Regions from separate parts of the Rattus norvegicus genome. Here region 2 is linked to region 1. Evidence: chromatin contacts called from public Hi-C data. All regions are on one chromosome and are shown on one strand. Each heading gives the region's core, a stretch centred on a gene start, on an enhancer-like site or on the middle of the called end of the contact. The rest is flanking DNA. Distances are from core to core; before and after follow the strand shown.

The links. Hi-C and Micro-C count contacts between places; a contact is called where the count stands out from the background.
Region 2: a contact with region 1 is called in a Hi-C map of liver, with 3 times the contacts expected there. The contact joins two enhancer-like sites. A contact is called at or near these places in 3 of 12 Hi-C or Micro-C datasets (kidney and liver).

What each region holds. Positions count from the first base shown.
Region 1 is chr19:34,194,540-34,200,435 of GRCr8, forward strand. It overlaps Sall1 (spalt-like transcription factor 1), which reads left to right. Exons shown (of 3, transcript NM_001107415.2): 3 at 148-1,739. The coding sequence ends at 588. Among named protein-coding and RNA genes, the nearest start is that of Sall1, 16 kb to the left of the region's middle. Within about 2 kb of position 2,657, at least 12 of the 93 cell types and tissues checked have an H3K27ac peak or open chromatin away from gene starts, as enhancers often do. A contact at or near this core is called in kidney and liver, where this site is marked.
Region 2 is chr19:34,361,975-34,367,870 of GRCr8, forward strand. No RefSeq gene overlaps it. Among named protein-coding and RNA genes, the nearest start is that of Cyld, 180 kb to the right of the region's middle. Within about 2 kb of position 3,432, at least 3 of the 93 cell types and tissues checked have an H3K27ac peak or open chromatin away from gene starts, as enhancers often do. A contact at or near this core is called in kidney and liver, where this site is marked.

The DNA.
Region 1 (5,896 bases), core at 1,407-3,906:
TGTCTCTTCCCCTGTCTGTCGTGTAATAAGAATAGACATTTAGGCCACTTGCTTTGTCGAGTGTTGGGATACGAGTTGAGACAGATTCAGCTATTAAGCTCCCGGCTCTGTTTTCTCCCTCTCTCTCTTCCCCAACCCACCTCACAGGTCCACATGGGCACTCATATGTGGAACAGTACCCCTGCACGCCGGGGCCGCCGGCTCTCAGTGGATGGCCCCATGACATTTCTAGGAGGGAATCCTGTCAAGTTCCCAGAAATGTTCCAGAAGGATCTGGCGGCGAGGTCAGGAAGCGGGGATCCGTCCAGCTTTTGGAACCAGTATACAGCAGCACTGTCCAACGGGCTGGCCATGAAGGCCAACGAGATCTCTGTCATTCAGAATGGTGGCATCCCTCCAATTCCTGGAAGCCTGGGCAACGGGAGCAGCTCACCTATCAGCGGGCTGACAGGGAACGTGGAAAAGCTGGGGAATTCGGAACCCAGTGCTCCCCTGGCTGGTCTGGAGAAAATGGCGAGCAGCGAGAACGGAACCAACTTCCGTTTCACCCGCTTCGTGGAGGACAGCAAAGAGATCGTCACGAGCTAAAGCTGCCAGAGCGTTTCTACTCAAAATGCCGCCCGAGGTTGCCTCCTGCCCCCGCCCCTTACCTTCTGGCCCCTGGGACTATGAACTACATTATGAAGACATTCTTTTGTACGTTGTTCAACCTCTAGAGTTCTAAGAAAGCTTATTTATTAGTGCTATAACCTTGCTTTGCAAACAGAGTGCAAGCATTAACTTTGGTCTTCTGTATTTTGGACTAAATACTAATGGACTAGAGTGCTCTAAGCTTGCTGTAACATTTATGGCAATCGCAAGTTGCCCTGCTAGGCGGTCTTAATCTGGCATTAACTTATTTTCTATATCCAGTTTAATATGAATCTGGTGTTGATGCAATGCCTCCGTGATACGTTAGATCTCTAATAAAGTCTGTATATAAATGTACACTTTGATCCTGCTGGAAAATTTTATCAGCAAACACATTGTCTAATCTTTCCAAACAGATTTAAGGGAAGGACTTTTAAGTACAAGGCTGAACATTTGAAAGGCTTAGGGTTTTTGTTGTTGTTGTTTGTTTGTTTGTTTGTTTTGGGTTTTGTTTTCATTTTGATTCTGAACTTCAACCTGCTTTTTTTTGTTTGTTTGTTTTTGTTGGTTTTGTTTTGAAGAGTTAACCATTTCCGTTTTGAACCATTCGTATTGTGCTTTTTACTTGAGTCGTCTTCGATGTTAACCAGTTTCTGTACAGTAATAAGCACGCAGAATTCTTTAGAGGGAAAAAAAACCCCACAAGTGTTGTTTTGGTAGTTGAAACTGAGATGTAGCATTTTTGCCTTGTAGGGTATCTTCACAGTAGAAAAAGACGTGTGCTGGGATTTCACAATGCTGCTAACGATAGCATCTTGAACGACCTTCAGTGGAGAAATGTAGATGCTCTTGTATATACAATAAGAAATATCCCTTTCATTAAAATGTACATATGTCCCTTACAAGAGCAAATGCTCCTTGATAAGAGCAGGTATAATGTTGGTTTATTTTGTATTAGATATGGGAGGAAAGAAATGGACTGTTACATGCACTTTCTTGGAAAGTTGAAAGGGGGGGTTCCAATTTCTTTAACATTTAATACTTACTAACAACAGAGATACTGTAATTTTACTCAAGTAATCAAATACATTTTTTTTGCAACAGATAAAGCAACACATTGTGTCTGTGTTTTTAGAGTGCATTTCTATTTAGCCAAGGGCCCTAAAGGTAGTTTAACATTTCCCTAGGTGGCTGTAAATTGTGTGTGTGAGCTGGTGTCTCTAAATAGGAAAAATTCTAAAAGGTATAACAGAATCAGGCTTGCCTGGGGCCTGCCTTTTGCTTTCGTTTGGGTTTTTTCGTTTGTTTGGTCAGTTGGTTGGTTGGTTTTTGTTTTCTTGTTTGTTTGGGTTTTTTTTGTTTGTTTGCTTGTTTTTGAGATGCGGTAACCTACCTAGTTCCACCAGATCCATTTCTTGTTTGGGAATGTACACATCCGATCTTCTCCCACTCCATATCCAAAGAGAGGGGGGAGAAAAACGTTAGTTTTGGTTAGAGACCTCATCCTGACAGGTAAGGTCGGTCCCTTAAACAGGATCGGTGGATTTTAGCTTTTAACTATCCTAGTTCCATTTCCCTTGATTCTGTGGTGTTTTTTCAGGCAGCTGAGAGCTGCTGTTGCTGGAGAATTCCCCATGCAACAGGGTTATATAATCTGACTAGAAACTGGGCCTCAACCCAGGAGGTGAACATTTTCCTTTATTTAATTAGTCTTTTAGGCATTTAGAAGCACATACATATTTAAAAGGACAGCACACACCAAAAAAATCTATTATACAGGTCTGTAGGAGCAACTTGAAACAGTTCATCATCCAAGTTAACCTTAGTCTTCTTCCTTGTTCCAAGGGCATGTTTTACATCTGTGAGCCCGATTGCCACAGAGTGGCAATAGGCAGGGTGGAAGTTGTCTGCCCAGGGGGTCGACGGGAACTCACTTTGTCTTTGAGAGGTGATGAATCTCACTGGCTGTGCCCAGGTGAGGCTGATGAACCAGGGCCAACCTGGGCGACTCCAGCAGAAGATCCCAGCAGGCCTGGGCTAGTCCAAGGCCACTGGTTTGTCCCTACACTCCAAAGTCCAGGAGCCGCGAGGGTGCTTAAAACGCTGATTAGGCGGCAGGTTCAGCGGTGATGTTCGGGGACGGAGGGTAGCCCTTGTTCTCTGTCCTGACCGCGCAGGGCGAGCCCCCTCCCCTCATCCCCCAAGTCAGAGATGGTGGACAGAGTGAGGGAACAGATCAGATGCTTTGGTTCCCGTTCACCTCCCGCCACTCTGCCTGCAGCCTTCCCCCACTCCCGCTCCAGGAGTGAGCACAGGGTTAAGAGGCCAGATGTTCTGTTCTGTCCCAGAGGCGACGGTCTAGTAGGTCTCGTCGGTCCAGGAGGGGCGTCTTTCCCAGCCCTGGCACGAAGTCTGGGGACGTAGGGGATATCCCCGGGCTGCGGCCACCACGAGGGGCCAAGCAGTGACAGCGCCTTTGCCACCCTCCCGGGTCACCGCGCTGCAGCTGGGCCTGCGCTCCCCGGTGGCCGCAGTCCTGCGGTGTCCCCAGGTCCCGCCGTCCGCGGGATACCCACAGGGCTGCGCGCGAGGGGACAGGGGCGGGCGCTTTCCCCTCTATCCCTCAAACCTCCCTTCTAGCGCCTTCTGCAAGTAGGCTAAGGCGAGCTAAAGTTGCTTTGGGTTCAATTAGGTTTTTCCGGAGGCCACCTCGGCCCTGGTGATGATAAGATCGCAGTCCGGGTGTCTCTGCGCCCCTCCTCCCGCCTTTTGTCCCGACCTTTCTGTATCGACTGATGATCATTGTAAGGTATCGATCACCACCTGTCCATTCCCCTCTACGTCTATTCCAAACCCAGAAAGAGCCCGTAACCCAGAGATAAACACGCGTGATCTGAGCTCAGCCCAGCCGAAGAGAAATGGATTGATATTCACAAAGCAACTGAGTGGGTTCCGGCAGATTATGCGTCCTAGCCTGGCCCATCTTTTCTCTCCCACTATGCCACCGGAGCGTCCTTTTCCCTTTTGGAACTTGAGGGACAGCCTAGTTGAAACCAGGTTGTCTGGACTAAGAAAGATCGCTGTAGACAGTTAAGTTCACAAAAGTTTTGAACCAAAAAATACTCACTGAGGTGACATTTTTTTTTCTTAAATGTGAATTGTAAATATACCTCAAAGTTCAGCGGTGCCAATGGCCCGATATTTACCAACTTTAAGGACTTATATCTGCTTTTTAACCCCGTATCTTTCCCTCTTATTCCTTTATGAGTTTCCCCACCCTTTCCCCTACTCTGCTTCCTCTCCTCCCCCAGTAAGGGCCTCCCTTCCTGGAAAACACCCTTGGAAAATCAGTTGATTGACAATGACCTGAGTAGGAAAAGAAGCTACCACCTTTGCTGGCGGAAGCTACCCAAAGCTCCTCAAGCGGGGAGTCTGCAAGGAGGGGGTAGGGAGCTGGAAGGAAGGGCCTCAAAGATCAATTGGAGATAAACGGAAGCCAGTTTGGGGCTTTGTTTTTTTCCCCATAATCCACGCTTCTCAGGTCAGATTAAGTCTAACGAACGGCTGTTAGGGCAAGAGGAGGCAACAGCATTTTAAAGTTATATATTTGTTTTTTTTTTAAAGTGTTCAAACAGAAAGTCCGAAGTGATTTGCAGTCAACGTGGACTTGTAGCAGTAGGGCTATTTGCTTATTGTTCTTGGCATGTTGCGAATGTCAAGAAAGAGATGTATAAAAGAAAAATAGGAAAAGCTCTCCCACTCCGTTAAAACTTAGCAGTTCAGTTAGAAAAACACAGCCGTCGGTTCTTTGCTGGGATACGCTCCACCCAAGTGAAACAAGCCTCAGAGAGGGGTAACAAAGTGAGGAAGAGACATAAAGTGAATTCAAAGGGTCCCTCGGTAAGGCAGCAATCTGACATGCACAGAGACGTGGAAAAGGATAAGACAGGAATTAGGTCATCTGGTCCAGACCCCAGGAAATATGTTTAGATCAAAGACTGCACTGTTAGAATAAACAAAACGGGACCCACTGGGCCCTCCCCAGTAGTTTCATCTCAGTGCTAAGAGCTGCCAATCTAACCAGCTCTATTTGATGAAAGCGGCAAAAATTACAACTGTAAAAATGACTAAGTAGAAGAAATGTCCTCTCGGCTGTAATAGAAGATAAAGATTTAGATTTGAGCTAAAGAGTAACAACCTAGAGGCCCAGAGCAACACAAACTTCCTGGAGTGTTCGCCCTAGGTAAGTTATCTAATCCTAACCCATTGTCTATTTCTTGCTGCCTCCCCCCATCCTGTGCAATTGAGAATACCAGATAATTTACATTTTAAAATGTGTTAAGTTTTAACTGCCATCTAAAAACGTTGCAGGGGGTCTTTGGGTTCGCCCATTTTATGTCCCTTAAGGATGCACCTCTTTTTGTCTCCCTGAGCAGCTCTACTGTCCCTGTGGCTTGCACCCCTAAGTGGCTGTTGGGCGTGGATGTGCCTTTAAAGACATCTTACTGCTTGGTCCTTTTCCCTTGAAAGATGAGACTGAATGAGGCTGGGAGCCTACATCCATAAACCTAGTGTTGGATCCATACAAATCAGCAGTGGGTGATATTTTAACAGCTAAGCCCAAGTCTGTGTAAGGCTTTCTTTCACCGCAGTGCTGACGGCCTTTACGCCAACTGCCAAGGATCGTGGGGTAGATAGAAACATCCAGAAAAGGGACAGGAAATCCCAGAGAAGGAAAAATCACCCCAGCTAAATCCAGGGCCCTAGATCCTTACTGAGTCTGGTTTCCTCTCAACTGTTTAAACATATGATTTGGCATTGCCCGGCTCTCTGCATCCACCTGAGTTCAAGTGGAATGAAGACTTGTGGACAGTGTGGAGGCTTGGCTGGGCCCTGTGTGAATCAGGACACCAAGGTACTGAATGTGAGGGGTCTTTATAAACAATTCCAAGAACAAGCAACGTTCTGTACAGGGGCCTCTACTTTCCTCAAGATCAGACATTTACTTAGGTTTTCTTGTTTGCTTGTTTCTTTGGCGTCTTTGTTGTTTTGTTTTGTTTTTGTGGAGGGCTTTGAAGACACACAAATCACAAAGTTAGAAGCGCCACATAAGTCTCTCTTTCTCTTTGGACACAGACTAGGCCTTACATAGCCTCATGAAGCACTGCTAAATCCTGACCCAGCACAGTCTGCCAGGACATGGGTGAGGGACAGAAGTCATGGGTTGTAATCGTGGCTCCCTCCAGATTAGGAGACTTAGATGCCC
Region 2 (5,896 bases), core at 2,182-4,681, 170 kb after region 1:
AATTTCTTGTCATGAGCCCTACTCGAGACTCCAGATCCCTCTGCAGATTTAGAAGGCCCCTGTGCCCAATTCAGTCTTTGGCCTGGAATCTTGCTCAAGAATTCTGCACAGTCTGAGCTCAAGGATACCGCCTCAGCTCAGCCATCATACTCTGACACCACCATGATTTTTCGTCACACCATCCAATGACTACTCTGTGGAATTACTTTACTCACGTGTACTTGGACTTCAAGGTCTGCTGGGGCAGGGAATGCAAGTGTCTCGTTGACTTGTCTCCCAGTCCCTGGCCTGTGCTTGTCCACTGAGCCCTCGTCCATGGTCCACAGGCACCATGCCAATCATCTCCGTCCTTACTGTGACTGAATGCTCAATTCGAGCAACCTCAGGAACTTCTTATGTGCACGGTTTCTGAAAGTGCCTTGCTCCGGTGGGAAGATGGGGTATAGCAGAATTATCTACTCTAGGCAGACATTCAGGAGTGGTGCAAAACAAGCAAGGAGCAGGACCAAGCCCTTTGGAGTCCCCCACCTTCCAGAGCTGTATTACCTCCAACACTCTACTGACATTTTGAAGCCGCCAATGGATTAAGCCATTGATTGGGTCAGGGCCCTCAGAAAACACCCAAGCTGACTAGAGCATTGTGTCTCTTAACCCACAACCCAGATTAACAATCATGGGGATTCAGAGGGGTGCGAGGCTCCGACAGGTTGCACTGCCATGAGAACAGGCTGGCAAGGCAGCTGCAGAGCAACTTGCGTGGCATGGCTTTCTCTGCAAAGATCTTCACAGCCAAAATCTTTTGGGAGCACCAGGATATCTGAACCCTGTGGAAAGCGGGCATAAAGAAGAGACGCTAGGCTGAAGGTGGAGCATGGCATGGTAAGAACTCAGCACTCCAAGAAGCTCAGAGTTTTCCAAACATAATCATTAACGTGTCTATGTATTATCAGGGCTCTCTAAAGAAACATAGCTACTTAAATGAATGCACTCACGCACACAAATACACACGCCCACACACATGTCACACACACTTAAATAGACATACCCATACACACAGATCACACACAATATCAATATATCTATATGTATATCGAATACATATAAGTATATGAAATATATACATATATATATATATACACACAGCAACGTGTGTGTGTGTGTGTGTGTGTGTGTGTGTGCATATTAGATTGGTTTACAGGGTGAAGGCCAGGACATTCAACAATGGCTTCTCGTGCTGGAAAAGCCAAGAATCCAGTAGTTGATTTCAGTCCAAGGCTGGGTGTCTCAGTTGTCTCAATCTGGCACTGAAGGAATCCCGGAGAGCTGCTAGCCTTCGGTTTACATTGGAATCCCAATGAAGTTGGTCTTCACAGCCGTAAAGGAATGTTGAATACATTCAACAGGACAGATGAACTTAGCAGCAGTAGTGGGGGAAAGCAAGCCAGATTCAAAGATTCCTCTTCCACACCCTTGTATCTAAGTGGGCATCAGAGGATTCAGCCAAGATTTGACATGGGTCTGCCTAGTTCAAATCTGCCTACTGGACAATCTGGACAAGAAAATCCCTCCCAGGAATGCCCAGCAGCTTAGATTTTAGTTGACTCCAAATGCAGTCAAGCCAACAGCCAAGACTCGAAATCATAGCTTGCACACAGAGGAAAAGCTATCGCAGGGTTGACGTCCTGTGTTTGCCCCTCTGACCCTGAAACATAACCTGGGCCTGCACATTTTCAGACAGCATGGGGCTCACCACTGCCAATTCTGTGTCAGCTCAGTCACTTACAGAACTCGTTCCATGTGAGTGAGGTTTCAGGCTGATGTACAGGGTGGGTCTCTTGAGAGGAAAAGCTGGTGTGACACCGGAACTCTAATCCAGTTGCTAGTTCACAGGCGGGCTCATGGAGAGTCCTGACTGCAGATATGAGTGACAGGCAGGGGTGAGAGGAGCAGACACTGAGACCCAGACACCTGGGACAGGCATTTTGGGTCGTTCTTCTGTTAGGTTCCTCTATAGGTTGGCCCAATGGGATACAGGTAGCTTGTGAGAGAGGTGACCTGAAAATATACAAGGGGTAAAATACCAAGACAATGGATGCATGGCTTGTCAGTGATCAAGTAAATCCAGGACTGATGGCCTTTAACCATGTGATCGACTCTGGCACTGTAAAGGCACTTGGGGCTCATTCCTTTGGAGCACAGGGGATCTGGAGTGTTTGTCCACTGACTGCTATCTCCATTAGCTGAAGTCAGCCCCTAATGTACCTGGCAGAAGTGTTTGTGGTAGGATTCTATGGACCTTAAAGGACCTGTGTCACAGATCCATGGGCTCACTCACTGAGACCTGGGGACAAAGGATAGGTGTCAGTAGATAGGATAGTCATTATGGTCATAGGGTTGGACTGTCATACAATAACTCACACCATGAGTAGACAGCTGCAGTTGCAGATTCAGCCTCTGGGTGCCTCCCAGGTAGTTCTGTGTCTCAAGGGCCATGGCCTGCTGGTCATGCATTAGGGCATGTAGCCCTCCCCACCTCTACTAGACCTCATCCATGGCTTCCATCAAAGCCAGGACTGAGGGTCAGGTATTACAAATGAACATGAATAACCCCCCTGACACATCCATGGGTTTGAATACTTGCTCCCCACCTGATGACACTGTGTAGGGGGCAGTTATGGAACCTTCTGGACATGGAGTCTTGCTAGAGGATGTAGAGTCAGTGAGAGGGAGAGGGTTCTAGGCCAGCTCAGCTTTTCCTTAGGACCACCAGTTACTGTGTACTCCTCTACTGGGAGCCACAAGTCTCCACAGTCATCAGACCATCCCTGGCCCGATGAATTATAGCCCCTGAACTGTGAGCTGAAATAAAACCTCCTTTATGTTGTTGCTGTTGGGTTTTCTTTCACAACAAAGAGATAGGTAACCAATTTGCCAGGAGGTTGGAGGCTCTGGCATGTTGACAGTCTTCACTGGCCCTCGATTCCAGTGCGCCATGCTTCTTGAAGAGTACTATTCCATTTCGCCCTCACAGATGCCCTCAACAGTAAGTGCCACAAGGTCCCATTTTACAGCTAGAGAAACTGAGGCACCAGAAACCCAGTTCAAGAGCTCTGACTAGCTGTGGGAGTGCTCCCCATGGGAAAGCTTCATAACCCTTAGTGCGTCCCAGTGTTTGTCTTGGCTCAGCAACGATCATGCTTGCCCCTGATCCAGTGTCATCCAATCCATGTCTTCAGAGGACACACGCCACAGTCTTTTTCCTTGGGCCTGCTAGAACGTGAGCCCCTGCTCAGAGAAGATGGGGGTCCCTGTGGTGAGGTGGCCTAGGCAGCCACTGACACAGAACGATGTCAGACTACTGTCAGTCGAGTCTATGGAAGCATCCCTGGGTAACAGTGTCGCTGCTCTCTAAGAACTCAGCCAGGCCTGTTAGAGGCACATGAAGCTTGGCAGCCCTGATCTCAGGACTGTTTGGCTAAGTTAATGTGTACATCATTACTGTTCCTTCTCTTCCTCTTTGTCCCCACTGGGTCCTTTGTTGGAAAGGATCGGGCTTTCAGGGGAGTCGCCATGTATGGCTAGCATCCATGCACTGTCCGAAAAAAGCAGTGTAGTCAAATGTTTCTTTACTGTTACGACTTTGTACAGACAGAAGATTTGGCCGCATTCCTCAAATCAGCGAGAAATACTTGGTTATAGATTAATGGCCAATGTACAAATTGTTCTGGGCAAATTTGGTGGAAGGTCAAAAAAACCACGAGATGGCTAGCAACAGCAAAGGTCAACAGGCAGTTGGCAAGGCATGAGTGTAGGCTGTTGGACTTTGTAACACTAACACCAACATGTCCTGGTTGGTCGAACTCAAAAATCCAACATAAGAAGTGTGGCAAAGCTACACTGACCAGGGATATGGCAGGCTGGCCTTCTAGGATTTCTAAGAATGGGGCAGGTGAGCTATGGCTTGCTTGACAATGCTGGGAGAGTGACCGATGGGCTATGGCCAGATCCTGTATCATTCAGTTTTCCATAGCAAAAACCAAACAAAGCTCCCAGGTTAAGCAATGATTAAGTAAAAGAGCTTTACAGTTTAGACGTTGATAGTCCAACACAGAACAGGCCCTTGGCTTGGCCTCTGTTGAAGGCCTCATGGTATCACAGCAGAGGTACATGTGAGGGGCACTTGCACAGTGAGATGGGACTCCAGAGAGCAGTGGGAGCTCAGCCTTGCTCTCTCATAACAGTCCTCTCTCCAGAGAACTGACTGTGCAAAAAAGTCCTTCCAAGGACGGGGTCACTGATGATGGAATTGTTTTACACCAGGACCACTTCTTGAAGATTCTGTGCCATGACCACAGTGAGGACCAAGCTTCCCAGCATACTAACCTTTGTGGACAAAATACCCAAGAACCATGTCAGTTCCCATCCTAAACCCTCTACACAGCTGGCCAAGTTTCTTTACCTTCTTCTTCTCAGTTGTTCGCATAAGAAAAGAGACTACCAAGCAATGTATCACATTGTGGACCTAGCTAGGGGATGCTTTTTTCTCTCAGCTGTCATTCTAAACTTGATGCCAAAATGCATTGTTTTCTGAACAAGGCAATAGACATCTTTTAGAGTCTTGCACAAGACATCTTGAAGTCATCACTGGTCACTCCTAAGCTCCTAGCAGCGGCTTGGCTAGGGAGCAGGCTGGCCTTCTGGGATTTGGTCAGGGGTCAAATATCGAATGGCCATTTCTTGGCCTGAGGTCTTGAACTCATATTGACACCCTTAAGATGCAAAGGAAGACAAAAATCTCCCAGAACCTATGCTTCTAGCAATTCTAAACAGGTGGACCAGCATGGCTAGACAATCCAAGCTGCTCACTTGCGGGGTCTTAGGTAACGTCCCCTTGCCTGACATGTCCATATTGACAACCCACCCCTAGGTACCCCTTCTTCATCAGAAATCTGGCCATTTCTGACTATACCCTCCCTAGGGCTGTGCTCTAGTTTGCCTTCTGTTGCTGGGATAAACATCATATCCAAAACCAACACGGGGAGAAAAGGATTTATTTCAGTTCCCAGGTTCCAGTCCACACCGAGAGAAACCAGGGCAGAAGCACAAAGAAGGAACCTGGAGGCAGGAACTGAAGTAGAAGCTATGCTGCTTAACGACTTGCTTCCCCTGGCTTGTCCAGTCTACTCTCTTGTTCAGCCCACATCTGCCTGCTTAGGGATGGACCGTCTACCATGGGCTAGACCCACATCCAACAATTAACAATTTAGAACATGCTTTACAGATACGCCACAGGCCGATTTAATCGAGGCAATTCTTCAATTGAGGCCCTTTTTCTCCCAGGTGACTCTAGGTTTGAATCAAGGTGACAGCTGAAGCTAAGCAGTCACAGGCTCTCTGATGGTTCTACTACTTCCTGTTTTACATCACAGACCTTCTTTAATACACAACTATTTGGTTGCTTCATCTCCTGTCTTTAGTCTGTGCTTCGAAGTTCTTATGGGTGGACAAGTTTTGTATGTGTTTCTCTTTCCTATATAACTGTCTAATGTCAAATATAGGATGGATGGGTGGATGGATGGATGGATGGATGGATGATAGATGGATGGATGGATAGGTTAATGGATGGGTGGATGAGTGGATGGATGGATGGATGGATAGATGGATGGATGGATGGATGGATGGATGGATGGATGGATGGATGGATGGATAGGTTAATGGATGGGTGGGTGAGTGGATGGATGGATGGATGGATGGATGGATGGATGGATGGATAGGTTAATGGATGGATGGATGGATGGATGGATGGATAGGTTAATGGATGGATGGATGGATGGATGGATGGATGGATAGGTTAATGGATGGGTGGGTGAGTGGATGGATGGATGGATGGATGGAT